Regions from separate parts of the Mus musculus genome. Here regions 1, 2, 3, 4, 5 and 6 are each linked to region 7. The links are chromatin contacts, called in public ChIA-PET, HiChIP or PLAC-seq, capture Hi-C and promoter capture Hi-C maps. All regions are on one chromosome and are shown on one strand. Each heading gives the region's core, a stretch centred on a gene start, on an enhancer-like site or on the middle of the called end of the contact. The rest is flanking DNA. Distances are from core to core; before and after follow the strand shown. Region 1 holds the start of 4933431E20Rik (RIKEN cDNA 4933431E20 gene). Region 2 holds the start of Cyb561d1 (cytochrome b-561 domain containing 1). Region 3 holds the start of Sort1 (sortilin 1). Region 4 has its middle 24 kb from the start of Eps8l3. Region 5 holds the start of Eps8l3 (EPS8-like 3). Region 6 holds the start of Sypl2 (synaptophysin-like 2). Region 7 holds the start of Gstm4 (glutathione S-transferase, mu 4).

Region 1 (3,707 bases), core at 221-2,720, 150 kb after region 7:
CTGTTTCTAATCCTTCCAGTTTGGGTTGATAGAAAGATGGCAACCATAGAAGCGAGCAGAATAATCCTTAGCACTTTGGCCTGAAACCCAACAAAGGTGATTCCAGATGAGGAAACTTACGTGGTTAGAATTGTAGCAGAGGCGAACCAGCTGCATGCGGAAGTCCATGATCTGGTTCTCCATGATGTCTACTCGTATCTTTTCTTCTTCAGTGTCACCACCTGCAGCCAGATGGCAACAAATCACCCTCAGGATTGCCAACCTCCAGGTGAGCCAACTGCCTCCTCCCTCCTATCCCCTTCAGCCCACTCACACATGTTGTGCTTGCGTGCGATGTATCTCAGGATGGCGTTACTCTGGGTGATCTTGTTCTTCCCGTCCATGAGGTAGGGCAGCTAGAAGGGGAAAGTTAATGTGAACCTAGTCCTCCAGGACCGCCACTCCTCTGGAAAAGAGAAGACTTGCAAGGTGTGTGAGAGTAGAAGCCAGGAGAAATAACTAAATAAATAGAAAGTAGCACTGGGTCCTCACCTGACTCTAGACAAGGGTGCTTAATCCTGTGTGTCACTGTGAATGTATGTGTGGCATATAGACGTTTAAAAAGCAAAATGTAAATATTTTATACCTTAAAGTATGTAAAAGTAGGGTGATTATGGATACATTTAAAAAAAAAATAGGTGTTTTAACAACCAGGACACATGAGGATACATTTAGGATACCATGAAAATACCTGGAATCTATCAGTGATAAAGTCACAGACCTGGCTATCAACTCATGTCTCTTATAGCCTGCCTTTAAGAGGAGAATATTAGTGTTTCTCAGACGTTAGTAGGAAATAAAATGTTATTCTCAGTTCTGTTCAATGACCCTTGAATTCTATCCATTCTATAAACGTGAAGAGTCTCTATCTAGATGCTCCCAAGCCAGAGATGAAGTGAAAACAGATACACTTGAAGGCCTTCCCTTCTGCCCACTCCTCCAAAACCACCTACGTTAGGAAAGTCCAGATCTAGCTTGAATTTCACGTCCAGCCATTGGCTTCTATCATAGTCAGGAGCTGTAAGAGAGAAGTGGGACCCAAGCCCGTTACCGACCTAGCTGAGACTTAGACCTGTTATCTCAAGTTCCCAATCCCCAAAAACTAACCCTTGAGTTTCTGCAAAGATGGGCCTGAACAGCAAGAGATAACTCTATGGGCCTCTCTTGGCAAAGTTCCCAGCTTACAGGAGCAGGGGGTCCCACACCATCTTGGTGTGGTACAACCCTCTGGGTAAAAAACAACTGTAGCGCACCCACAGACATTCATTACCTTCCCCACAGATGTACCGTTTCTCCTCATAGCTGGTATCAGTAAACTCCAGAAGCATGCGGATAGCATGAGCCAGCTAAAAGCAGGGGATGGAGAAAGACCCCGGTCAGCGCGCCTGCGCAGTGCCCACTTGCTCGCAGGCCCCCTCCGTCAATGTCCCCAACCCAACGCTGCCAAGCTCCTGCGTCCTGTCCAGGGAAATTGTCCTTAGGCAGCCCCTTCGCTCACGCCCGGGAACTTCCAGTACCTTATTCCTCTACCCACAGTCCTGGGGACCCCATAGGTAGGCTGGAGATCGGCCCACCGGCCCCTGACCCCCGCCCGGCCGCCTGCACCTCTCTGTCCCAGAGGCTGGGCTGGCGAGGGACCACTCACCCCGCGGATATCCCAGTAACCCAGAACCATAGACTTGGATGACATTTTGGGCGATCTTAGCCCCTTCGGGGATACAGCGATGGACTGTGGGCGGCTAACTTTATACTGGACGCTGTGGGCCGGGCTGACGCGACCGAACTGTCTCCTCCTCTCTCGCTCTATGCTCCACCCGCCCTCCGCGTGGTCAGTGGGCGGTGCGCAGGCGCAGCTGCTGCGGCTCCTGAAATCCTCCGGTGTGAACTTCTCCCAGGGCTGTTGATGCTTCATCTACTCTTCTGGCAGTGGGGGCCTGGACCTTAGTTACCCGGGAAGCGTGAGTCATGTTGCACAGTTGAGCTGGCACATAAAACTACGAGGTAGGAAACGATTCAGGTATAAGGTACTTTGGGGATAGAAACATTTTCTATGTAAGATACAAATGGCTCTGTGAAGACTGAGGGAGGCTGGGGACACTAAACAGGTCCACTGTGAAAAAGGATAGGTCATGCACATTGGAAATGCCTCAAAGGACACTCCAGGAAAGAGGAGGGTAGAGCAAACACCGAAAGGTGACAAATAGCTATGCAAGATAAACAGCAGGTGCTGTCGAGTTAGGCTGGTTTATGGGAGGAGTCAAAACATTAAGCATTTGGGGCAGGTTGCAAAGGGTATGGACAGCCAGACAGACAGAGGGTGTGAGTGTTTTCTCTCTGCTCTGTGGGGAGTGTATAGGATCTAGATCATAATGTTCACTAGCAGTATAATGCAAGACAGACATATGATTGTTTTTAAATGGTTTGCTTCTAGTTTTTTTTTTTTTAAGGAGGCAATGAATCCATAGTATACTTACGTAGCCCAATATATACTGTTTCAGAATGTAGTATGAAAATTATTGAGATGTCTTCTATTTTTTTGTTTTAGTACCTTACATTTAAAACACAACTCCACTAAGGGTAACCTCATCTTTTAAAAAAGATTTATTTATTCATTTTATATATGTGAGTATACTGTCGCTCTCTCTCTTCAGTCACACCAGAAGAGGGCATTGGATCCCACTATAGACTGTTGTGAGCCACCTTGTGGTTGCTGGGAATTGAACTCAGGACCTCTGGAAGAGCAGTTGGTGCTCTTAACTGCTGAGTCATCTCTCCAGCCCCAGGTAACCTCATTCTGATGCTCAGGATCCACAAGTTAGTCGGAAAATGATAAGCATATTGTGGAGTAAAACAGCACAAAAGGGGAAAGGCCCCTTGCGGGTGGGACCATCCCTGGGCTGGGTGTCTTGGGTTCTATAAGAGGGCAGGCTGAGCAAGCCAGGGGAAGCAAGCCAGTAAGGAACAGCCCTTCATGGCCTCTTCATCAGCTCCTGCTTCCTGACCTGCTTGAGTTCCAGTCCTGACTTCTTTCAGTGATGAACAGCAATGTGGAAATGTAAGCTGAATAAACCCTTTCCTCCCCAACTGCTTCTTGGTCATGATGTTTGTGCAGGAATAGAAATCCTGACTAAGACACCAGGCCTCCCGGAGCCCCAAGTCTGGGTGTGGGAAATTATGTCTCCCCGTTAGTTTAACTGACTCAAACTTCAGACTTTGTAAAAGGACATTTTTCTAAAATAAAGAAGAAATGGTACAGAGACATGTGACTGTATAATGCCTGGGTTGATTCCTCCCAAGAAAACAAAAGCCAGCAACAAATTAACTTGAGCCACGAGTCTAAAACTTCTAGAGTAGTCTAAGTATTCTACTTGTTTCATGATATATCCCAATTCAGGCTAAATAACTTTGTGATTAGGTGTTCTGCCCAGTTTATAGAACAAGGAATTGAAGCTTGGAGAAGATTGATGGACCACTCAAGTTCCCTGGATGGTCCAGGATGCAGACTGAGGATGGCCTAAAACATTAGTTTTGCTGGCTCCCTGTGCTTGGCTAACTTTAGAGCCTCTTACCTTGCCACAGTCTTTTCTATGAAGGTAGGTGAACACTGGGGTAGAGCACATTTTTTTTCCTAATCCTATAGATTTCCCCTGGTTTTCAGCTTTAAGATG
Region 2 (3,695 bases), core at 27-2,526, 160 kb before region 7:
CCCGAGAGGCTGGGATGACAGGCAGTGTACACCCCAGCACACACACACTGCACACAGAAACCTGGAGCTGGCATCCCTGGGAATCTTCTCAGAGAGGATGATAAGGCATATGACGCTGAGTGAGCAGGCACCCCAGAGGCTTAAGAGCGACAACTATGGTTCCACTGGGAAAGAACTGAGAGGGAAGGGGTCTCACACCTGACGCCATCCTTGGGTTTTTGTCCTGAGGGTTTGTGGGAGTTAGCTTATGGCCCCTTTCTGGTTTTCTAGCTACTCTGGGCTTCCATCCCTCTACAAATGGCTGTTCTTGCCCTTCCCATGTCTTAAAACCAGCCTTAGTTCCTCAGCCATGCAGAGGTTGAGCTTGGCGATCACTGCTCTAGAAGTGCTGGACAGCTTTTTTTTTTTTTTTTTTTTTAATTATGGTGTCTGTGTGTGGGTATGCGCATGTGATGCCTGCGGAGGCGAGACGTGTGGGATCCCCCTGTAGCTAGTTACAGTCAGCTGTGAGCCCCCTGAGCAAGAGGAATATGCACTCTTAACCACAGAGCCATTTCCCTACCCACTGGACAGCTCATTCTGGTCTCTTCTGTGAGTTTGCCCTGAACGGAGTAAAGCTTCTCCCATATAGAACTCTTTAGGTTGGGTCATACCTTTTTGGAGGTAATAGTGTAGCAGAACTTGGGGTTGTGGAAAGCTCTGGTTCTACTGTGGCGGCAGCAAAGGCTGAAAGTGCCCCATGGATCTGGAATATTTTGAGGGGGCAGCGTGGGAGGGAGGGGATGGGGAGCAACTACGCCTGTAAGCAGGGATGATGAGATTGCTTCTTTTGGTTTTCATACCTGAAGTCATCAGATTAGATCACTAGGTTTTGGCTTTTCATTTATGTTAATACAGGGAGAAATCTTGTCTCTTGAACAAGCCAGAAATGTCTGAGAAGTAAGCAGTCCAGGGAATCCAGTACTTCTAGAAAGCTGCTCAGAACACTGGTTTCATGCTCTTGGGTCAGCGAATCAAGTGTGTGATTTGGGATTTCGCTGGTATCAGTTGCTACCGATGTAATTTTCGCAGACCTCTTGAGATACCCTTATAGACACAAAGATAGAATGAAGGTGGGTTGGGAGCTCGATTAGGTCAGTGGAGGTTTCCGGGAGCCGCCCTTTGGGGCCGAGGCGCTTCCCCCCCACTCTACAGAGGGCGCTGTGGGCACCTCCGCCACACGGCCCCGCAGCTTCCCCGGGGAGGAGCCTCTCCTGTAGCCGCCGCCGCCTCCGCGATAGCAAACCCGGAAGAAGCCTCTGGTAGCTGGATTGTGCCGGCCGGCCTGGCACTGCTATGCATTCCATGGAGGTAGGTCTGGTTCCCGCTCCAGCGAGGGAGCCGAGACTGACCCGCTGGCTGCGGAGAGGCAGTGGGATCTTGGCGCACCTGATAGCTTTGGGCTTCACCATCTTTCTGACTGTGCTGTCCCGGCCCGGAACCAGTGAGTGTGCGAGGCGAGGTGGGGCGGGGCCAAAGAAGGGGCGGAGCCTAGGCGCTGGAGGGGCCGCTTTGGGCGCACTGGGAGACTGGAAACCTGGACCCTCAGCTGAGGAGGGGCGGGTCCGGGAGTGGTTGTAAAAGCGTAGTAGGCGGGTTCCCGGAAGTCCAGGGAGGGTGGGGCTTGAAAAGACAGAACTGATACTTCCTTAGGAGGCCCTACATGGAAAAGCGTTAGAGGGTCCTGGGCAGGCTAAGGTACTCTAGGGACTGGGCTGCAGCAAGTGCAATCCCCAGGCCAAGGGGGTGTAAGGGCCCCTTGACTCCTCCCTTTGTGGTGAGCTCCTGATTCTTGTTTAGGTTTAAGATGATATGCTGACCTTGTGGCCCGGTCTTTGTCATTTACAAACCACGGGACAGTATCAGTGAAGCCCAGCCGTCAGCCTATTCTCTTTGATTCTTACTTAGGTCTTTTCTCCTGGCACCCTGTGTTCATGGCCTTGGCGGTGAGTTCGGATATTCTTAGATTAACTCTTGGGGAGACATTCAGTTTTTCAGCCTAAGGGTCAGAGAGATGGGTTTAAAGAGGGCTTCATCTTTCCCTAAAACCTATAGGATTGGGGAAAGTGGAGTAAAGTGTCAGGTGGCTGAGAAGGTCAGGGAAAGGGGGAACAGAAGATATTTCTCCTCTAGTGCCTAAAAGGAAGACGCAAGAAGGATGTTTATCAAGGCTTTGTCCTCAGAACTCAGTAGAAAGTTCTCAGTAGAATGTTTGCTGTTCTGTGGTCCAGAAAGGATGTGTGTGAGGCTGCAAGTCCTTAGCTTCCCCGTGTCCTTCTGAATGTGTGAGAAGACCTCCTTTTCCTTGCGCTCCATGTAGACTAGAGGCTCACTGGCCTTTCCTTATGATTACAGTTCTGTCTCTGCATGGCTGAAGCTATTCTACTCTTCTCACCTGAGCACTCCCTGTTCTTCTTCTGCTCTCGAAAAACCCGGATTCGACTCCACTGGGCAGGGCAGACCATGGCCATCCTCTGTGCTGTCCTAGGCTTGGGCTTCATCATTTCCAGCAAGATCCGAAGTGAGATGTCCCATTTGGTGTCCTGGCACAGCTGGATAGGAGCCTTGACACTGTTGGCCACTGGAGGACAGGCACTGTGTGGGCTCTGCCTCCTCTGTCCACGAGCAGCCCGGGTCTCAAGGGTGGCTCGCCTCAAGCTCTACCATCTGACGTGTGGCCTGGTTGTCTACCTGATGGCTACAGTAACGGTGCTCTTGGGCATGTACTCAGTGTGGTTCCAGGCCCAGATCAAAGGTACAGCCTGGTACCTGTGCCTGGGACTACCATTGTACCCAGCCCTGGTGATCATGCACCAGATCTCCAGCTCCTACTTGCCAAGGAAGAAGGTGGAGATATGAACGCCTCCAAACTCTGAATCTAGGTGGGAGTCTTGCCTTGGATTTCAACAGTTCCTTGGTGATCTTCACAGGACCCACTTCAGAAGTAGATGAATTTTTGCACTTCATGGCTGAGCCACAATGTGCAGAAACCCTAGCTGCTACTGTTGAGGCATGATACAGTGGGCTCAAAGGGGGAGATGCCCTACTGGGTACAAGTGGAAGGTTTGGGAGAACCTGAAACCTCACTCTTGGTGGGAGACAGAAGTATTAGGTGGTGGTAATGGTGATGGTGATGGTGATGGTGGTGATTTCTTGTGTGCCTGATGAAGAGTTCTCCTAGGTTATGAATGACAGCCACAGATGCTGGGATCCCTATTGAGAAGGCAGTGCTATCGAGAGCCCGTAACCTCTCAGGCAGTGCTGTACAATCAACCTTAGACAAGTTCCATATCTTAGGACCTCAGTTTCTGACATCTGAAGGTCCCTTATCTTTAACATTGGTGTCTGACAGATTGATGTTGCCGATACCCTCTTAGCTCTGGACCATGTGGGCAGCTCAGGATGTAATTCTCTCATCCATTTTCCCTCTACTCCCCTAGAAGGACCCTTCAGAAATTATGTCAACTTGGTTCCTGAACCAAGAAACAAGGGCCACGCACGAACTGTGGAAAGAAGGGACCCAGGGGAGGTCTCCTGGACAATAAGGTAGTAAAGGCACTGAAGTCACTTTAAAGTTCTTCAGAGGAACTGAAGGCAGTAGCCTTACCAAGCCCTTGCCTCCTGGGCTCCTTAGCTGAGCTAAGGACTTCCTTCAG
Region 3 (3,818 bases), core at 641-3,140, 240 kb before region 7:
TCATTCCATTCTCTCTGATCGGAGAATTAGGTCACAACTAACAAGTATGGATCTCAAAAGAAACCCCAAGGGGACACTGAGATTTGGGGGGATACTGAAATGGAATGTAAACAAAGAACGGGTACAGAACTCCAGCCACCCACGGCCACCTTCATGAACAGTCTTTCTTTGGAAAAAAAGGAAAGACATAACACAGAAAATACACTGAACTGAAAATGCCTTTCTCATACATGGGTTGCAACAATTGTTAATTTTAGGAAAAAAAAAAAAAGAGGAGGAGGAGGAAGATGTCCTAGTTGCTGAAACCAAGACTTTCCTAACAATTTCTCAATGCAGCAGTGTGTCAAGGTTCAGACTCTTGTGCCCAAAACAGAAGCACCAAATCTTTGAAAGTCTTGACAAGAGCAGGCTTAAAGTGACTATCTGCAGAATGTTTCATAGTTATTAGAAATTAGGACAGGATAGAGGTGTCCCAGTAAGGGTTCAACACAAGGTTATAAGTCAATTTTGAAGGAATGAGACAGATGACAGGATCTCAGCTGGCTGCGGGTCACACACAGAAGCCAATACCAGTTCTTGTGCAAAAAGAGTCTCCTAATAGGTCAACTTACAAGGAAACAAAGCACACTGGAGCCAATCTCCAGAATGGGTCTGGAGCAAAGGGATTTAAAGATCCTGTAGTATGCAGAAAGAGGGGGCTGACTGGTTACAAACCAGACTCTTGTTTGGGACAGTTGGCCACTCTGTAAAGCCATTTAATGGAACTTCTGGATGATCCGAGCTGTTCTGCAATTGCTTCTAATCTAGGTCCTAGAGGCCGTTTTCTGTTCTCTGGGTTCTGCACACAGGAATTTGGTTCGGAATACCTCTCAAGGTCGTTTTGGGTCAGGTTAGAGGGTTCTGAGCCTGCATCCTGAGGAAACATCTTGAATCAGTTTTTTGTTTGCTTGTTTTTGTTTTTAATTTTAGGGAGCAGGGGAGATATCATTTCACGGTTGGGTTTCAATGTCATTTTCATTTCCATGAGTGTTCCTTTAACTATGGAAACACAAGCCATGACCTAACAACTGCTGTGGGATTTCTGGACGTCAACCTCAAAAGTACCGACCCAGGGAGGGCACACCTCTGCTTCTGGGCTGTCCAACTTCTGCGATCACTCAAGGGGTAATTATGCCTCCAGCTTCCTGGTAGGTACCAGCGTTGGTGGACCCGGCGTTCTATATTCGGGGTGGGGGTTGGGGGGGGGGGGGGATGACCGGGAGATTCTGACAACTTAAGAAGCAGAAGCAAAGAATGCAGCGAGTCAAAGTCTCGGATTGCCTCGGCTATGACGACACACAGCCCCACGGGCCGCAGCCACCCCGGCCCCCGCCGCCCCCGCGCCTCGCCGCCCTCCGCAACCGGGGTCTCGCGCTAGCCTCGAAGCGTGCAATGGGAGCGGAGCGGCCGCCTGGGGCCGCGGGCCCGGAGGGGCGACCCAACCGGGGCGGGCGCCCGGGCCTCGCGCGCTCACCTGGTGCGTATTGTTGGTCAGCTTGGCGATGAAGTCCGGGAGGCGGCCGCAGTCTTGGTCCTCGGCGGGCGCGCCGCGGCGCCAACGGCCAGCGCGGGGGACGGGGCCCCCGGGCGCGGCGGCGCGCAGCCCCCAGCTCACCCCGACCGGACCGGCCCAGCGCAGCAGAGGAGGCGCGGGCGGCGGCGGCGCGTCCAGCCGGTCCTGGCCGACGGCGGCAGGAGGCAGCAGTTGAAGGAGCAGGAGGAGGCCGAGGGGCCAGCGCAAAAGGCCGTCCGCAGCTCCCCGGGGCCGCTCCATCGCTGCCGAATGCAGACGCCGCTGACACCTGCCACCCGGCGCGCCCGCCCACCCCCGCCGGCGCTGCGCCACACCCCCGAGCTCGGCCCCGCGCTGCTTGGATACGCGCAGCCGGGCCTCTCCTCCCCAATAGGCTGGCCGCCTGTCCTTCTTTCCCGGCCCACTCCTCATTGGCTCGCGTCGCCTCCGGCTTCGGGGGTCCTGGATTCGGATGCCAAGATGCGGGACTGATTGGCTGGAACGTGGCAGGGACGGCTGAGGTCATTCTCCACCGTCGCTCGGCGTCTGCGGGCTGGGCTCCCGGAGTTGGCCTAGGGGTTACCCCTCTCCCCTCCCCGCTCAGCCTGCAGGTTGGCGGCGCTTCCGGAGACCCTCGGGTTAGGGTTGGGTCACGTTGCCGCCTTCTCCACCCTCCTCCCAACCCCCCTCCAAACGCTCCTAAAAATTTCCTTCGGTGGAAACCGCGCCTGGGAAAGCCAGGGAATCCCTGAACTACTACTCTCAGTTGGAAAAGGGGCTCCGACATAAACTGGTACATTAGGATTTTAACCCCGGCTCGCTGGCTCGCCCATTGTCTGCTGAAGGAGCCAAGAAGGTGAATGCGAAAATCCTATGGGGCAGATGAACATCATTACACCCGTGTCTCATGGAAGCCGCAGAAGTCTTTCCAACATGTTTGGCCTCAGTCACCTTCCTCATCTGCAGGGAGGTAGTCAAGAGGCGAAAGTACTTTTTGGCTTCTGCGGACTTGGAAATGTAGGTAGCTTTGCCACCAAGTGTAGGTATACGGGAAGAGAATTGCCTAAAGCCCACTTTATATATTATCATTTTAGTACAGTCACATTCTGATTTTAGTTACCTAAAGCACCCTTAGCCCTGCAGTAAGTGCATCACACCAATTCCCTCACTGAATATGATGCCTCCTAAATGAATACCCACCTCCAGCAAATAACCTCCCCACTGTTCCCTACACCGCAGAAGCTGCTCACACAACTTTTAGAACATGCAGTGCTGGTAAAACCAGTTCTAAATCCTTAACTTCACTCCACCTCTTCCCAACATTTCAAGTTGTTCAGTCGGAACTCAGGAAGCCAGATAAAAAGATACAAAGTATGCAAAATGTTATACCAGAGTGGAAGCCATTGGAAGTTACTTTTAACTTTAACAGTAAACTCAAACGGCAGGCCTACCCGAGTATGCACACGGAATAGTACAAACAAAACTATTTACGTACTCGGGAGTTTTTCCTCTCCCCAAAACCACAGTAAGAAGGGAGCTGTGAAGCTCTGGAAAGCGGAACAGGATGGCAAATCAACAGAAAAGCCCTCCAGTTTCTGAGCCACTGAACAAGATAAAAACTGATGAGTGTGTTTTCTTTCCAGAAATATAAACGCCACATTATTTATTTTTAAGCACAACTTATTTTTAATTCGTGTCAAGTATGGATTAGATCACAAGGCAGTCAGTTACAGTAGCATGTGACCAGTTACGGAGGGGAAAAAGGGGGCTACAAAGGAATATTTCTTTGTTTGGGTGACAAAGATGAATGGTCTATTGTCTTACTATGGGGAAAGAAGAAAGCTAACTCAACAGTGCTACCTGCTGGAGAAACTACCAGATACATCTTTTAGCTATTTAGTTCCATTAACGTTTAGATTTTGTCAGTTTGTTGAACTGGGGAGTCTTTTTTTGTAGCCCAGGGTGGCTTAGAGTCTTTGATCCTCCTTCACCAGCCTCCCAAGCAAAAATATCAATATGAAGTAATTATCACAAAGCTATACCTTTTTGTATGTAAGATCATTTCTTGAACACAACATTTAAAGAAAAGTAACCATCTCTTTGAATTATTCACATTGTAATTATAGCAGATAATGATACTTACTGTTCTCAGTTATACAGACATCCTGCCTTAGCAATAGGAGGGACTGTAAGCTGGAGGGCTACACTATGTTTTCCCTTCGCTTTTTTCTCTGTATATTCTTGAGTGACACACCTCTTCAAAGCA
Region 4 (3,507 bases), core at 345-2,844, 190 kb after region 7:
CTGAGGGAATTCGGGCTTCCCATGCCCCGGGGACCCCTGGAAAACTGTGAACAGTGCACCGCTGTGGATGCAGAGTGTGGAACGGTCTTCGGGGTGGTGGGTGGAGGCTGGGTGGGACAGAGAGCTCTGCGCAGTGTGCTTGTTGTTGGTTGGCTTTGGCCCTACCCAGGGCTCTTCACTGAGGGAGTTATGCTCTGATTGCAGTCTCTGAATACACTGGGAAGCTAACGTCCACATGTCACCCCATCTTGAACCATGCTTACACAAGGCCCTGCCTTCACATCTCCAAGCCCCACCAGTACCTGGATGGTCCATCAACCTCCGGGCTTCATCCAGGGATCCCTCCTTGTACTTTAGCAGCTTCTGAGGCCACTTCCCTGACCACCATCTTTTGGGCCATCCATTTAAGACAGCAGCTTCTATCCTGGCTTCTTCTTGATTATCCTATTCCCAACTGCTTTGTCCAGGAGTCCAGAAATGCACTTCATGCTTCTAGAAGCATTCAGTGCTTCTAGAGCATAAAGACAAAAAGTAGCTCTCAAGTGCTGGGCTTCCCCCTTGCCTTCTCCCTGATATCCAGGTATTGGGGAGAAAATCACAACAGGATGTCCCACTGGAGCCCGTCTCTTCTCTGTTCTGAGTCTGGGCTGCTTTGCTGGCCCACGGGCAGGTGGACGGACATTGAGGCTGACCATCAAGAGATCTGGGAGTGGAAGATATGGCATCGCTGTAGGGATGATCGTGTTGTAGGGTGTAGAAAGGAGATGGAGCCCCACCTCAGCATGAGGGATAAAAAGGGACCAAAGCTCTAATGTGGTCTGCAGGGATAAAGCAGGAGCCCCAGCAAGCGCAGCACTGGAGGAATAGCCACAGATGGTCCTGGACCGTCTTGAGCAATAGCCCTGGGAGTAGCTGAGAAAATAGCCTCTGTCGTTGTCCTTGGCCGCCTCTGCAAGGTCCCCATGGCTATGTTATACACGGGTTGGTACAGGGCCCACTTCCTCTTCTGACCACGTGTGACTCCCTCAGTAAGGTCTTCATTCCAGTTCTTAAGCAGAGGTACCAAAGCTGGGCTCTCCACACAGACCTAGGGATTGTTGAACAGTCAAAGAGAGAAACAGCTTTGAGAAGACGGTGCGTTCTTCCAAGTACATGGATGCCTCTTGACTTACAACGGGTCTGGTTTCCAGTAAGTTTATCGTACATTGAGAGTGTCATTGAAGATGCAGTTCATATACCCAGCCTCCCCAAAACCATGGCTTAGCAACTCAGTACACTGTAGGGTCTCATTGTTGCTTGCCACCATCACATGGTTCACTAGGAGCTGTGGCTGCCTGTCACTTCCCAGCCTCACCAGAGAGGGCCAGATTACATATCCATAGTCACGGGAAAAGACCCACATTCAAAGTGTGTTTTCTGTTGTATTGTGTGCATTGCTTTCATAGCACTAAGCTAGACAGCCACTGTAAGTTTGGAACCGTCTGTAGTCGATTGGATAGTTTATAATTAAATTACGAGTCAAAAATATCCACTTCTGAGATGCCTGTTTCTTCTCACGGTTGCCAAGACAACTGGTCCTGTTTAGAGCATACTGTGTACCAGGTACTTCAAAAGTCTCTGTCACTCTTTAATGTTCAGGATGTGGGTGCTTTTTGGTCACCATTTTAAAGGTGACAAAACCGAAACAAAGAAAGCACCTTTCCCAAAGTCAGGCACAGAACCAGCAAAGCTGGAAAAGGAACCGCCAGCCACATCTCCCTACCCCAAAGGCCTTCAGCAACAGAGTCTGCACTTTTGCAGCATCCAGAGTACACACATGCAGAGCCCAGGACCCAGGCTTCCAAGGAGGAGTTCTCCAGGCCTCCATCAGGTACCCTTCTCATATCCCATAGCAGTGTGGACACCAGGGCAGCAAAGGGGCGGGGCAACCACAGCCCACGAACCCTAGGGGCTCGTGAGTTTCCACTGCCCACCAGCAGGTTTCACAAGCCTTCTGACGTTGACAGGGTGTCCTAAATGGGGAGAGCAGGAAGCTCAGAGCCCTGTGGTCTGCCGGCATTGCTCAGAGTTTCCTGGGCTGAGTCTTTCCGTGGGGCCTCCACGGGGCTCTGCCAGTACCCCCATCCTGAGGCTTTGTGGGTCTCATCTGGCTCTGAGAGATATATTCCCCTGTCTCCAAGTCAGAGGGCTCTGCATCTGGGTGCTAATCCTCAGAGGCCCCTGAATCTGCCAGTGGTCGTAAGGTGGCTGATAGTTTATAGGGACCAGTTCTACCAGGTGGAGCGGGGACTTTCAGTCAATAGACCTGAGTCCTTCAGATTCAATGCTACTGGCATTGTAGTCACAGGCAGGGGTCTTATCGCCCAAACTCCTGCCTTCATCCACTTTCCAAGAGGTGCAGAACACTCAGCAACAGAAAAGTGCCTCAAGGACTGGTAGGTCTGGCAGAACCCTGGCCTGCCCCACAACCTGCCTGTCTTCCTTCTGAAAACTTCTCAGAGGCTGGGTTTCTAGGTCTCTGCAGAAGAGAGGAAAGACATGCTAGGGGAAGATAGTACCAGAGGCAAGCCGGGGGTGGGGGTGGGGGGGGAGAGGATAACGGGATCAATCTGGATCTGCACTGGGCTCTCATATTAATTCATTTCTAGGAGGGAGGGATCCTTACCCTATTTTATAGATGAGGTCCAGAGCACTAAACACATTGCTCAGTGTTACAGAGCTGGAAAATGGGAACATAGGCAATCTGGAATGAGGATAAATGGAGACAGGGGTGGTGACACTGGAAAGGATGGGAGAGTTACCAAAGGCTGGACACATCCATCCTGCTTACTGCTGCAGGGCAGTGTCCGGCGCAGGGCTTGGAATACAACGGAGACTCTACACACACGCTTCTGAGGTGTTGACCCATTGCTGATCTGGAGACACACTACACTTAGAAAGGGATGCTCGAGTTGTGGGACTGGAGGTCAGAGTGGGACCCCACACTGCTGTCCTCAGGCAGCCAGGCTCTTTTCCCAGTGAGACTGCCGACTCCACACAGACAAGACCCAGCGGAAAGTCAGGGCTGTGCTATTTGTTCATTTTTGTGTTTTTGGTTATGTGTGTGGTGTGTATGGTGTATTGTGTGTGTTCATGTGAAAGGGGTTGCACACACACATGTACACACCTGTGGGTGGAGGCCAGATGTCTATGCCTGTCTTCCTCTACACTCTCAGTCTCTCACTGGACCAGATGGTCACTGACTTGGCGGGACCAGCTGACCAGCGAGCTCTAGGGCTTCTCCTGTCTCTAAACGCCTCAGTTCTGGGACTACAGGCAGATGCCTTTGCGTTTGTTACCTGGATGTTGGGAACTCAAACTCTGATCCTCACGCTTGTACAGAAAGCATTTTATGGGGGCTGGAGAGGTGGCTCAGCAGTTAAGAGCACTGACTGCTCTTCCAGAGGTCCTGGATTCAATTCCCAGCCACCTCATGGTGGCTCACAACCATCTCTAATGGGATCCGAT
Region 5 (3,708 bases), core at 452-2,951, 170 kb after region 7:
GTGTGTGTGTGTGTGTGTGACAGAGAGAGAGAAAGAGAGAAAAGAGAGACTGTGTGTGAGACTTTGTGTGTATGTGTTGTGAGAGAGAGACTGGGAGAGAGACTGTGTGTGTGTGCATATGTGTGTCTCTATATGTTAGACAGATTTAGAGATAGAAGACAGACAGACATTTATACGGAGTGAGGTGTGCTCTGTGGAACTTGCTTGGGACCTACACTCATCTGATGTCTGACTACCACTCCTGCCTCATTTCTTCCTGGTGCTTCCAGATTTTCTCCCAGAGACTCTCCCCCACCTGAACTCTAAATGCAGCTCACAGCCAACTATCTGGTAAAGCTGTCTTTAACCACCACCTGCTCAGAGTATTTTCAGCATTGCTCAATCCTCTCTGACAACAGTAGTGGTCACCGCAGCCCTGACAGAACTCCGAGCCCACTGCCAAGCCTCTCCTGACCCTACCTCTTAAGTCTTCACCTCCATCCATCCACTGGTACTTCTCCAGCACCAATTGGTGAGCACAGCTTTAAGGGGTTTGCCTCAGTGACCCAGCTAGTACTCAAAACAACCCCAGAGCTGAAACTGTTATCCGAGAGGACAACAGGCCTAGAGTCACTCTGACTGTTTAATAGGGAAGTGAACCAGAACTCTGTGGCTTACAAATGTGTCCCTGTCACTAGGTGGTGGGTCATGGGGGCAGGGGAAGGCTAGAACACACATCTTTTGAAATGGAGTGGAGTTAAACGTCCAGCATTTGTGTGTGCTGGGTGTGTGTATGTGTCAAGAGAATGTGTTATCCGTGGCCATGGTTTTGAGTGCCTTCATGCATCGATCTGTTTGGCGCACTAGGGTTCTTTGTAACCCTGGAATATCCCGACCAAAGTGTAAGGAAGCACTCACACCCATTTATTGGGACTGTTATGAAAATAACAGAGAGTGGATAAGATGACTCACAGATGGAAAAATTATTCTCCAAGTGAGCATCATGGGAACACAGAGGAGGCGGCTAATCTCTGTTCCCTGTGGGGAAAACCCCGATCCTAGATAAGAGCAAAGAGTGTTGGAAGCCTGACTCTCCCCTCTGCCTTTCCTCGCCTCCCTAGGCAGTGGCGTTCAATTCCTGCTTCTAAATGGAAGGAAAAAAAGAGCCCTTTTCTGATCAGCCCTGCCCTAGTCTTTCACATCAGAATGGTCCCTGTAAATCACCAGGTGTTCCTGTGGGCTGGTAGAGATAATTCAACAGCTACTACTAAAGATACTACACCCCAGGGCTGGGGGTGCTGTTTGACCTGCCTGGGCCCTTTTAGTGCCAGGCATTGGCCTTTGCTCTCCCTTGTGTAGGTGTATAGAGCAAGGAAGGGGTATTTACAAGGCTGACCTAGGGGAAAAGCCTTCTAGAGCTCCTTGCCTTTTCTGGTCTCCAGCAGGTACTAAGTTCCTGAGGCTAATCCTTGCTCGTGAATCTAAGAAGACACTGCAAGATGCCCCAACTCTAGGAAGCCACCGAGATGTCCATGTTGGCCCCAGGATCACCAATCCTTGCTATTCACTGGAAATAGGCTCTTACCTGGTTGCCAGTGCCGCCTGGTGTTTGGTCCCCCAAGGAGTCTGATGCTTGAGCCAGTGGTCCACTAATGTTGGAGGGAGCTCTGTTTGGCTTCTCTGCCAGCGCCTCAGGCAGAGACCTACTGGTGATCAGGTGGCCTGAGAGCCAGGAAGCAGGCTTTGAGGAAGCCACACCTGTGGTCTTTGGACTCTAGAGGGTGGAGAGGCCTTTCAGGCCACCAACCGCACAGCACGGTAGTGGACCTGAGGAAGTGTCTGTGCTGACAGGTGCCAGAGCTTTACCCGAGACCCCTGCTCTCCAGCTTCTTCCTTGTTGGCCTCTGACCTCAGGTGTGGCCCCTCATCTCCCTACCTTTTACATATCTCCTCGGGAGGCCCCTGGGTTAGCATTAGGTACTGGGGCCACAAACAAGAGAAGGCACATGTGGTCTCCTAAGCCTAGTTTCTGAGTTAGGGACAGGCCACTGATGGACCATAGGCTCAAGAAAAGCTTTGGGTTGGAATGTGTGTTTTATGCTTCTGTCCTGCATCCATGAGTGTGGGATTGTGTGTGCCCAAGTCTTGCCCATGAATAGGACATGGCCTGCCAGAGAAGTTGGGGTAGGCTCAGGGTCACTTGGGTATGACAAAGAGGGCTATTTCATCCTGGCCACATCCACCTGTCCCTTCTCCCCTCTGGTCACACTTGTTCTTTACTCTTTCTTCTTCACCTTGCCCCATGCCCCCCAGGCCCTAATAGATGCCTTCAAACTAAGGCCTCCCTTTGCTATTCAAGAACCTGCTAGTTCCTGCAAGTTGCTTTGTTTAAAAACCTCCTGTGGTACCTGGAGCAGGCCAGACTTTTTACCTCCTGGAAACTCCCAGCTGGATGTAGGAGCTCAGACATAGACAGCAAAGGAATTAAGGCAGAAGTAGAAGGAAGCAGAGAGGGGCAGGGATGCTCATGTGGGAGCTAAGCCTCTTGGGACAGAGTCGCAGGCCCTGCTGGGGTTAGGATCTGTGGAGAAGACTCCCACAGATCATATAACTATAGCCTGCAGTCAGGAATGTGTCCTTGGCTTCCTCAGGACCAAGTGAGAGATGATGTCCTGCTTCCCCCAGTCATCCAGTATTGTCCTCATGGCCTAGAGTCCAGGGCTTGGACCTAGGAGGGACTTCTCCCAACTGAATTGCTGTGAGCCCCCAGGAAGGTCCTTTGGGCAGCCAATTTCTGGGGCCTAGAGGTCAAACTGCCTGTTTGGTCAGCATCTCGCCACCATCCTGTGTGAACTAGCCCCCTAGACCTCCCTGGGCCTTCTGTTGGTTTGTACCACTTTCAGGTTTGAATAGCCTTAATTTGTTTATTTATTCTTAAAGGCCAATCATATTCCATTCTCAGGCTGGGTTTGGGTGACTAACCAGGACTTCATTCTTCCCAGCTCAGACCAGGCCCTGTCCTTCCTAAGGGTCTTTCAAGTCAATGTAAGCACAGCAGGGATTCCTGTAGGATACCTGGAAACAGGGTAGGGCAGGGATTCAACACATAACAGAGACCTAGCTGACATCTTTGGGCAGAGAAGGATATTGTAACACCAGGAACTCTCAGGATTGTGAACGCCATGGTCCTTTGGGTGTCCACCAGGCAGGAGCCTTGTAGCCTAGGAAGTTTCGAGGCTGGGGCTGGAGCTTTTTGGTGCTAGGTATTATGGAAATTGGCTAAAACAGGGCATTAGGAGGCATACAGAGGCCAGGCTACTCACCCCAGGGATGGGGAAGGGCGCTTCTTTGGGAAGACAGTTTGGGTCCCAAGCAATCCTGACTATGGAATGAGGAGGTGGGGCTTGGGTGGGAAGGAAGTAGAACCTGAGAGAATCTCCCTGGAATTATGAGGCTACAGAGACTGGGGGAACATCCATCATCAATTTATTTATTCCTCAGCTTCCTGCCAGGCACCATGCCAGGTGCTAGAACACACACTTGTGAGTCACAGCCGCTTCAAAATACAACCTGAGTTCATCACCTCCCTCCAAACATCCCAGGCTCCTCTGCCGTGGTCCCACCTCCGTGTGTCCCAGCGGGGAGCTACAGTCCTTACTCCTCCTTCAGCCCCTACATCAGCCAGCCCCATCACCTCGTGGGTGGGCTCCTCCTCTCCCACTCTGTGGC
Region 6 (3,819 bases), core at 701-3,200, 180 kb before region 7:
AGGAGTGTGTTTGAAGAGTGGACTTTGGAAACTAACCCAAACACTCATGAATAAGCAAGTAGGAAAATACTCTGCTTATTTGTGGTGAATGCTCTACTGCTAAAATGGAAAAAACAAAAACAACCTCCTCCCAAGAAACTAAAGCTATATGTATCAGGACAGATAATTGTCACAAAATAAAAGCAAGTCAAAAAACCAGCATATTAATAGAATAAAGTTTAAAACAATTTGAAAAAATTATGGTGTAATGTCTATGTACTTCTCCTAGGTACAGTATAATGGGGGGGGGGCTGGTACAGAAGACAGATGAGCAATGAACTTGAGGCAAACAAGGCTGGTCAGTAGATGTTGGTAATATGTATTATTTATTGTTATCTTATTATTATTAATATTATTTGGTTTTTCAAGATAGGATTTCTCTGTGTCTGTCTGTCCTGATCTGGAACTCACCAGGCTGGCCTCAAACTCAGAGATCAGCCTATCTCTGCCTCCCAAGTGCTGGAATTAAAGGTGTGTCCCACCACCGACTAGCAGTAATATATATTATTTCATATCTGTGTGGCTTGGGTGTATACACCTCAGTACAGAAATGACTGTAGAACAGGAATCTAAGACAGCAGAATAACTTTTAAAAGATGTATTGATCCTTACTTTATGTATGTGAGTGTTTGCCTGAGGCGTGTATGTGCATCTGATGTGTAAGCCTGGTGTCCAGGGGCCAAATGGGGCCATGAATAGCCTAGAAGTGGAATTGCAGATGTGTGTGAGGTGCCATGTGAGTTCCAGGAGCCAAACCATGGTTTTCTGAGAAAGCAATGTTCCTAACTGCTGAACCATTTCTCCTGTCCCCATGATTTATTACGGGCATATCTGTGGACTCAGCAATTCCTTATTTAGCCCAAATTTGCATGTAATTCCATGGCAGAAGTTTCCTTCAACTCCAGCCTTAGCTGGTTGCCTCCCCACACACTCATGGCCAGGTTTGGGAAGACATTTATCCAATGGCTGGATTGTATAAATAACAGCAGAACATTTAATCAAAAAGCATTGGTTTTGAAATGCTGGAAGCATAGTGGCAGATCATCAAAGAAATGACTTTGATGGACGAGAGTTAAGAGCAAAGAAGGAAGGCTGGTTTCCTCCTGGGCCCGCCCATTGGCTCATTCAGCTTCTTTGGGTAAATGAAGTCATCTTTAACTACCTAGATTTCCACTCCTTGTAAACCTAATGTGTAATACTAGCAACTGCTCACTTCCGGCTACCGCAGAACACTTTTCGAAAATTAGGCCCATTCAAAGTCAATCAAACTGCAACTCTGCCTAGTTTTCAATACAAACGCTAATCTCCACTCCCACGGCTCCTCCGAGACTTCATTCTCATTTAAATAGTGTTGGCGGTTAAAAGGAGATCGAATTCTTACTTTTTAAAGTTTGATAACTTTAAAACTCATTAACATCCAAACGCTGTTTGTTGTTAAAAAGTAAGACCGTGTCTGATGCGAAGTAAAAGTTCAGTTCTTTGTTCTGGCTGGTGGAGCGCCGTTGTTACAGCAGCAGAAGCACTAAGAATGCCTTAGGTAAATCTTGTGTGCTCTAGTCACTACGGTATTTGTAGAAGAAAACCCTTCCACAGAACCCAGGAAAATCGGGAAAGCTGCACTAGAGCCCACGCATCCCGTGTAGGTTCCTGACCTTGGCCGTGGCGTTGAAGCAGCTGGGCTGTTCTAGTGGGGACCCATCCTGGAAGCTTCTGGCAAAAACCCCGGAGCCTTCTGGCAGCCCGACGGCTAGCAGGCTCCACAGGTCCCTTTAAGGCGCCCTACGCGCGGAAAAAGGGGAGAGCAAGGGGCGGGAGCAGGGTTCGCGATCGCACGCCACGTGACTCGGCTGCCAAGTCCGCCAGATTGTTTGACAGAAGTTTGAATCGGACTCGGGGGTTTTCTGCAGCCGGCGGGGCAGCGCGGCGGACAGAGCCTCCGAGAGCGCGAGCAGCAGCGCCCCCACGACCCAGCCCGCCAGCCTGGAGCCCGGCCTGCCCACGGCCTCGAGCCCGCCGCCCCCAGCGCCCCCGCGCCCCACGCAGCCTCCCGGCCAGGGAGTCGAACCCTTGCACTGCGCCCCGACGCGCCAGCATGTCCTCGACGGAGAGCCCCGGCCGCACCTCGGACAAGTCTCCGCGCCAGCAGGTAAGCCCCGAGTACCCGGCCTGTGGACTCTCGCTAGTCCCTGTCTACCTAGATGTCCCGAATGTGTCTGATTCCGTCTCTCCCGCCCCCGCAATGTGAATAGAAAGCCCCACGCTTTCCCTCCGGGCCGGCCCGCCTTGACCGTCTGCTGGCTTTGTCTCCGCAGGTGGACCGCCTGCTCCTGGGGCTGCGCTGGCAGCGCCTGGAGGAGCCGCTGGGCTTCATCAAAGTTCTCCAGTGGGTGAGTCGGCCCTAACCCCGGGCTATTTCGGGAGCCTGGATTGTGACGCGGACCCGAAGCAATGTGGCCCCGGAGGAGGCTGGGGAGATGCAGCGGGCCCAGCCACCGCGGAAGGGTGGGGGGTGGCGACAGGTGGGCGGGGGAGGGGAGAACCAGGGTTGCTGCTCCAGCGCTCGGTGGAAGGAGGGAGAGGAGCCCGGCATGCGGAGTCCCGGATTCGGACCTTCTATGTGCAAGGCGCCTTTGCCCAGGGCGCTCACATTTCACTCGGACGAGAAGACCCGGGTGTAACCTTTCCAGAACTCTGATCCTGCACATACCACTCTTCAGTGGCGGGAGGGGTGAGGAGGACAAGGAGGGTAAGGTCCACTTTGCAGTGAGAACAACGCTACTACTAAAGGCACCAGGAAAGGAAATGGGTTACAGAAACCATCCTGCCTGGAACCTTCTAGGACCTGGATGATCCCTGGGGTGGACTCAGGAGACAGACTACCAGCTGAAGTCACTGGAGCAATTTGGGAAACTGTAACCGAGTAAAGAAATGGATGGATGAATGAACAGTTTCCCAATCCAATGATTACATAAAAAAACCAATTAAGACAGAAGAAAATGTGACAGCTGGCATAACAGAACATTGAGCCGGGAAGGAGGGATGGTAGGTTGCAGGCCTAGAGCTACCTGTCTCAGCTCTATGACCTTGGACAAGTCACTTCTCTGGACACTAGTTTCCAACATTAGTCAAACATGGATCAAATGCCTGTCAGCATTCTAGAGTATAGCTCAATATTAGATTTACCCTGTGACCTTGAAACATTCACCGGCCCATGGCCTCAGTTTCCCCTTCTCTGGTCTAGTGGGAATACTGGCTTGTTTCACTGGTCCTTGAGATGCAGCCAGCATTTCAAATCATAAAGATTTGGGGAACATTTTGTGCATTCTTGCAGAAAAGATTTTGTTAGACAAGCCATATACCAGATTCTATATGAAGTTATTACTGTACCCTCAAGCACTGGATTCAGCTAGGGACCAATTTACCCTTAATATCCAAGAGAACCAAGTTCTAAAGATCTTTGAATTCACAGGAGATAGGACTTAGCACGATGTCACTAAATCCTAAGTAATTGTGGTTTGGATGGAAATCATCAAATCTGGAGGGCATTTGGGATTGTCTCTGGGTATCTGAGATCCTAATGGGCTGCAGGCCAGCCTGGGAGTCCTGAGAGTAAATAAACTCTGAGACTTTCTCTGCTGCCTCAAGAGTGGGGCCAATGTTGCCTGAACTCTTTCACCTCCTGACCTTCCCTGTTCTGACTTGAGTACCAGAGGGGACCGAGTAGGAAAGGTAAGGTTTCAAAGGAACTGGGGTTCAGAAGCAGGGAGGCGCTGAGAGATC
Region 7 (3,729 bases), core at 1,094-3,593:
GATCTGAAGGTTGCTAACTTATGACCCTCACATGACTCTGACAACAAAAATTTCACAGCTGCTTTAAAAAAAAAAAAGTCAGAAGGGAACTTCCCTTTAAGAGGCCCCTCTGGTAGTTACCTTTGCTCATGGTCTGGATTCCAGTCTCCAGTCTTGCAAAACTTTTGGGTCCTCCTGAGGTCACTACAAGCCTATCAGCAAGGCCAATCAACTATAATTTATTTTGGGGTTACTCAGGCTGCCACAGCTTCTTGCTTTCTTCAGGGCTATCTAAACCTGTCTAGCAGGAACTGTTTAAATTCTATTCAATAAGTCTATCTTGTACGGAGGTATTAAATAGTCAAAAATAAGTTGTTGTTGTTTTAAGCAACAAGATGAAACAAAAAACAAGAACCCAACGCCCAGAACTTTGTTCATCTTGAGACACAAAGGATGCTCACACGTCTGGAGCCATATGAGTTCCACCATGTCTCTAGTGACATGAGGCTGACACCTTCTCCTGTACACTAACTTACTCTGATTCCAACTAGTCCTTAGAGTGTTCCAGATATTTAAAACTATCTGCCAAGAAATCACGCTTATTCAAGGATAACTAGATAACCCTTTCAAAACGAGGCAAGCACAGATAATTTGGGAGAACTCCCAGGAGGGTTACGGGATTCCTTTTTATAAATGATCACTTCCATAGTGGGACTGGGACAAAAATACATACAGCAAAAATTGGCAGAAGGAACTCTGTGAGTTACAGGGCAGCCTGGGCTACATAGTGAGACCCCTAATCTCAAACACCAAAAATCAAAGAGACAAACACATTGAGAGATATGTAGAAATAGTTCTATGCTTGATAATGAGTAGGGAAGTCAGAAGACAAGCAAGGGAAATGGCAAGTTAAGCAACACAATAAACCAACATGCAAAACACATGCTTTGCCACAGCAGTAGAAAAGTCACTAAGACAAGTACACAATTAAGGATTACAGGTCCATGTGTGATGACACACGCCTTTAATTTCAGCACACAGAGGCAGAGACAGGTGGATCTCCGTGAATTCAAGGCCAGCCTGGTCTATACAGTGAGTTCTAGGACATCTGGGGATATGCAGAGAGTGACACATCCTTGTCTCTGAGAAACAACAATAAAAACCAAACAAAAACTTGCCCCCCCCACCCCCCCAAACCTTCAAAACACCACCATCATCAACCAAAAAACCCAAAAAACAGATTACAGCTGCGTGTTATCTTAGGTCATAGAAGTTTATTACATGGAAAATCCAAGACAAGTATTTCTTCTTACATCATTCTCTTAAAGGAAGGCTAAACAGACAGACAGAGTACATAGTAGAATAGCAAGCTTAAGGGACTTCAAGATGTATTATTAACTCTTGCTGTGAGGTCCAGTGAAAGTCCCAGTCTCTTAGAATGTGAGAATTATTTTTGTCACAATGCATTGCCACAGTACATTCTTAACATTAGTAAGAATTGTAAGTATGGTCACCTGCCACTTTAGCACATTTTAGTTAAAGATGGACCCTATATACTCAGGAAGACTTATAATGGAGCTTAAAATTCTTATTTGGTGATCTTGTAGAAGTCTTAATGTAATAACAAAATGCAGTGAGTGTGTGATGTCTGTTGTACAAAATGAGAGCCCACTTCCCTAAGCCCCCCTCCGCAGACTACAGTCTTTGGACACATACGACAACCAATGTTGTGTGAAGAAACAGTGTGCCTTGCTATGAACAGCAGCTATTGAGAACTCAGACATCTCTCTCTTGATTGCATTTGCTATAAACTAATCCTGAGTTGTCACATGCTGACCCTGTGTACCCTCGGACATTTCAGAAGTCTTAGGTCTGTGTAAGTACACACTAAGACGGTCACTCAATAGAGAAAGCTGCCTCTGTCCTTGGGTAATACAGACATCCTGACCATGTATGAAACTTCAAATTTTCCATTTTCCACCCTTTTTTTGAGTCAGGGGTTTATCTGTGATAGAAATAATCTCTTTGAATTCAGATGAGGAACTTCTGAACAGAAAGACAACATGTTCTCTGCCAGACGGAAAAACATCACCTGGGGACCACTGTCATCAGCAGAGCCCCGCAGAAGTCTGTCTTGTTTGACAGCAGGGTTGAAGTGCTTAATCAGCACTTCCGGGTTGGGGCCTCTCCTAGTGGCCTGACCCTCCCACAGACCGAAGGCAACAGGGTAAGAAGGCAGAGCGGTACGGCAAAGGCAGGGAGTTACTAGAGCTCTGCATCTGCGCACCGGGCTGGACGATTGGGCGGAACTGCAGGCGGGATCGCTTATTACGCTTTCCGGTCTGTTGGGGGCGGAGCTCAGTAATTTGGCTTCTGTAGGTGACTGTCAGGGGAAAAGCTGTAGAGCAGGGTGTGTGTTGCGGGGCAGAGTCTGGAGGGGCAGGATCACGCCGGGCACCAGCCCCGCCCAGGGACCCGAGGGCACTAGGATAAAGTCAAAGTTGCTCACACCGGAGGCCGGTGGACTCAGTCTCAGGCACCAGCATCATGCCTATGACACTGGGTTACTGGGACATCCGTGGGGTGAGCAACCACCTGATGAGTGGGAAGGATTGCAGGGTTAGGAGAAGGCGAGCTGGGGGGTGAGGATGGGGTGGGGCGAGAGGAATCCCTTGCTTGTCTGGCTCAGGGTCTTGCACACATGTCCTTGCTGGTTTGTGCGCCCGTGTATATGCACTTGGAGGAGGTGAAGTCACACAGAAGTCCCCCGCCCCCATTCCTATCTTTTCAGCTAGCTCACGCTATTCGGCTGCTCCTAGAATACACAGGCTCAAGCTATGAAGAGAAGAGATACACCATGGGAGACGGTAATGCTATTTGTCGGTCAGACGTCTCCTGTCCATTGGCGCCTAGCAATTGGTGCCTACATTACATTTCACGCCTCCCGCACTACGGGGCTCCCCCAGATGGACTTAGAATCTGCCTCTTTCAGTAAGCCCCAGAGAGCTGGGCTTGACCTTCCTTCCTCCTGGAAGTGAAGGGGTGGATACCCCTCCTGTTGAAATTAGATCACATTCCTCATCAAGATTTGCCTAAACTTTGTAGGCCCCTCAGTTCCAAGCACTCTTTATTCCTGAAACTTTCAGGGATAAAGGCTCACTGTGTGAGGTTACAGATCCTTGTCTTAGGGGGTTGGGTCCCTGAAATAGGTGTGTTGGACACTGGGCTGATTTCTCTTTATGCAATCTCATCAATCACAGCTCCTGACTATGACCGAAGCCAGTGGCTGAGTGAGAAGTTCAAATTGGGCCTGGACTTTCCCAATGTAGGTAGAGGGGGACGGGGAGGTTTGGGGACGGGGAGGTTTGGGGAAGTCATCTCACCTCCTCACCTGGAAGAGGGGCTTGGAGTCAATGCTTCCTTCTGTTCACTTGCTTCCGTTCCTGGTGGCGTTTCTGAGATGGGCTGTGTCCTAGCTTTTCCATTCAGTGTGCAGTGTGTTCGTAGAGGGCTTCCCATGCTAGCCATGATGAACGGCAGGCCACATGTCAGTCCTAATCCAGAGAAGGAAGGCTGGGACCTCACATCCTGTCTGACCATCCTTTATTGTCCAAGCAGTTGCCTTACTTGATTGATGGGTCACACAAGATCACGCAGAGCAATGCCATCCTGCGCTACATTGCCCGCAAGCACAACCTGTGTGAGTGGGGCGTCAGCAGGGTGGGGTGGGGGACAACCCCCTTGGCTTGG

What was found. Promoter capture Hi-C pulls out the DNA fragments that hold promoters and counts their contacts. ChIA-PET counts read pairs in DNA pulled down with a chosen protein or histone mark. HiChIP or PLAC-seq counts read pairs in DNA pulled down with a chosen protein or histone mark. Capture Hi-C pulls out chosen DNA fragments and counts their contacts.
Region 1: a contact with region 7 is called in a capture Hi-C map of macrophages, with 3 times the contacts expected there. The contact joins the promoter of 4933431E20Rik here to the promoter of Gstm4 in region 7. A contact is called at or near these places in 23 of 39 promoter capture datasets (the C10 cell line, the HPC-7 cell line, HPC-7-derived erythroid cells and 14 more), 4 of 484 Hi-C or Micro-C datasets (cerebral cortex, cortical neurons and embryonic fibroblasts), 5 of 115 datasets of contacts at active chromatin or transcription factors (bone marrow-derived macrophages, embryonic forebrain, embryonic stem cells and 1 more) and 4 of 9 other capture datasets (adipose tissue, liver, macrophages and 1 more).
Region 2: a promoter capture Hi-C map of adipose tissue shows a contact between it and region 7. The contact joins the promoter of Cyb561d1 here to the promoter of Gstm4 in region 7. A contact is called at or near these places in 21 of 39 promoter capture datasets (the 3T3-L1 cell line, 3T3-L1-derived adipocytes, the C10 cell line and 16 more), 2 of 484 Hi-C or Micro-C datasets (both in embryonic stem cells), 5 of 115 datasets of contacts at active chromatin or transcription factors (bone marrow-derived macrophages, effector CD8 T cells, embryonic stem cells and 2 more) and 3 of 9 other capture datasets (adipose tissue, liver and pancreatic islet).
Region 3: a contact with region 7 is called in an HNF4G HiChIP or PLAC-seq map of pancreatic cancer cells. The contact joins the promoter of Sort1 here to the promoter of Gstm4 in region 7. A contact is called at or near these places in 4 of 39 promoter capture datasets (the 3T3-L1 cell line, liver, pre-B cells and 1 more) and 1 of 115 datasets of contacts at active chromatin or transcription factors (pancreatic cancer cells).
Region 4: a contact with region 7 is called in an RNA polymerase II ChIA-PET map of memory CD8 T cells, with 12 read pairs. The contact joins the enhancer-like site here to the promoter of Gstm4 in region 7. A contact is called at or near these places in 2 of 39 promoter capture datasets (embryonic stem cells and liver), 3 of 15 datasets of contacts at CTCF or cohesin (the NIH/3T3 cell line and large pre-B cells), 42 of 484 Hi-C or Micro-C datasets (the 3T3-L1 cell line, 3T3-L1-derived adipocytes, the AML12 cell line and 33 more), 10 of 115 datasets of contacts at active chromatin or transcription factors (T-cell acute lymphoblastic leukemia, bone marrow-derived macrophages, effector CD8 T cells and 6 more) and 1 of 9 other capture datasets (adipose tissue).
Region 5: a promoter capture Hi-C map of embryonic stem cells shows a contact between it and region 7, with 2.8 times the contacts expected there. The contact joins the promoter of Eps8l3 here to the promoter of Gstm4 in region 7. A contact is called at or near these places in 25 of 39 promoter capture datasets (the 3T3-L1 cell line, the C10 cell line, the HPC-7 cell line and 16 more), 3 of 15 datasets of contacts at CTCF or cohesin (the NIH/3T3 cell line and large pre-B cells), 64 of 484 Hi-C or Micro-C datasets (the 3T3-L1 cell line, 3T3-L1-derived adipocytes, the AML12 cell line and 41 more), 9 of 115 datasets of contacts at active chromatin or transcription factors (T-cell acute lymphoblastic leukemia, craniofacial prominence, embryonic basal ganglia and 5 more) and 4 of 9 other capture datasets (adipose tissue, liver, macrophages and 1 more).
Region 6: a contact with region 7 is called in a promoter capture Hi-C map of adipose tissue. The contact joins the promoter of Sypl2 here to the promoter of Gstm4 in region 7. A contact is called at or near these places in 6 of 39 promoter capture datasets (the 3T3-L1 cell line, 3T3-L1-derived adipocytes, fetal liver and 3 more), 1 of 484 Hi-C or Micro-C datasets (the G1E-ER4 cell line), 2 of 115 datasets of contacts at active chromatin or transcription factors (embryonic stem cells and pancreatic cancer cells) and 1 of 9 other capture datasets (adipose tissue).

What each region holds. Positions count from the first base shown.
Region 1 is chr3:107,893,976-107,897,682 of GRCm38.p6, reverse strand. It overlaps 4933431E20Rik (RIKEN cDNA 4933431E20 gene), which reads left to right and starts at 1,470. Exons shown (of 3, transcript NR_015459.1): 1 at 1,470-2,040; 2 at 3,455-3,632. It overlaps Gstm5 (glutathione S-transferase, mu 5), which reads right to left and starts at 1,829. Exons shown (of 8, transcript NM_010360.2): 1 at 1,685-1,829; 2 at 1,310-1,385; 3 at 993-1,057; 4 at 314-395; 5 at 121-221. The coding sequence starts at 1,729.
Region 2 is chr3:108,198,415-108,202,109 of GRCm38.p6, reverse strand. It overlaps Cyb561d1 (cytochrome b-561 domain containing 1), which reads left to right and starts at 1,276. Exons shown (of 3, transcript NM_001081320.2): 1 at 1,276-1,483; 2 at 1,948-1,985; 3 at 2,395-3,695. The coding sequence starts at 1,336. The coding sequence ends at 2,898.
Region 3 is chr3:108,282,136-108,285,953 of GRCm38.p6, reverse strand. Sort1 (sortilin 1) reads right to left here and starts at 1,890. Exons shown (of 20, transcript NM_019972.3): 1 at 1,514-1,890. The coding sequence starts at 1,813.
Region 4 is chr3:107,851,493-107,854,999 of GRCm38.p6, reverse strand. No RefSeq gene overlaps it. Among named protein-coding and RNA genes, the nearest start is that of Eps8l3, 24 kb to the left of the region's middle. Within about 2 kb of position 1,594, at least 68 of the 459 cell types and tissues checked have an H3K27ac peak or open chromatin away from gene starts, as enhancers often do. A contact at or near this core is called in the G1E-ER4 cell line, the HPC-7 cell line, Th2 cells and 7 more, where this site is marked.
Region 5 is chr3:107,875,223-107,878,930 of GRCm38.p6, reverse strand. Eps8l3 (EPS8-like 3) reads right to left here and starts at 1,701. Exons shown (of 19, transcript NM_133867.2): 1 at 1,565-1,701.
Region 6 is chr3:108,224,730-108,228,548 of GRCm38.p6, reverse strand. Sypl2 (synaptophysin-like 2) reads left to right here and starts at 1,950. Exons shown (of 6, transcript NM_008596.1): 1 at 1,950-2,185; 2 at 2,352-2,426. The coding sequence starts at 2,132.
Region 7 is chr3:108,043,470-108,047,198 of GRCm38.p6, reverse strand. Gstm4 (glutathione S-transferase, mu 4) reads left to right here and starts at 2,343. Exons shown (of 8, transcript NM_026764.3): 1 at 2,343-2,562; 2 at 2,771-2,846; 3 at 3,240-3,304; 4 at 3,598-3,679. The coding sequence starts at 2,527.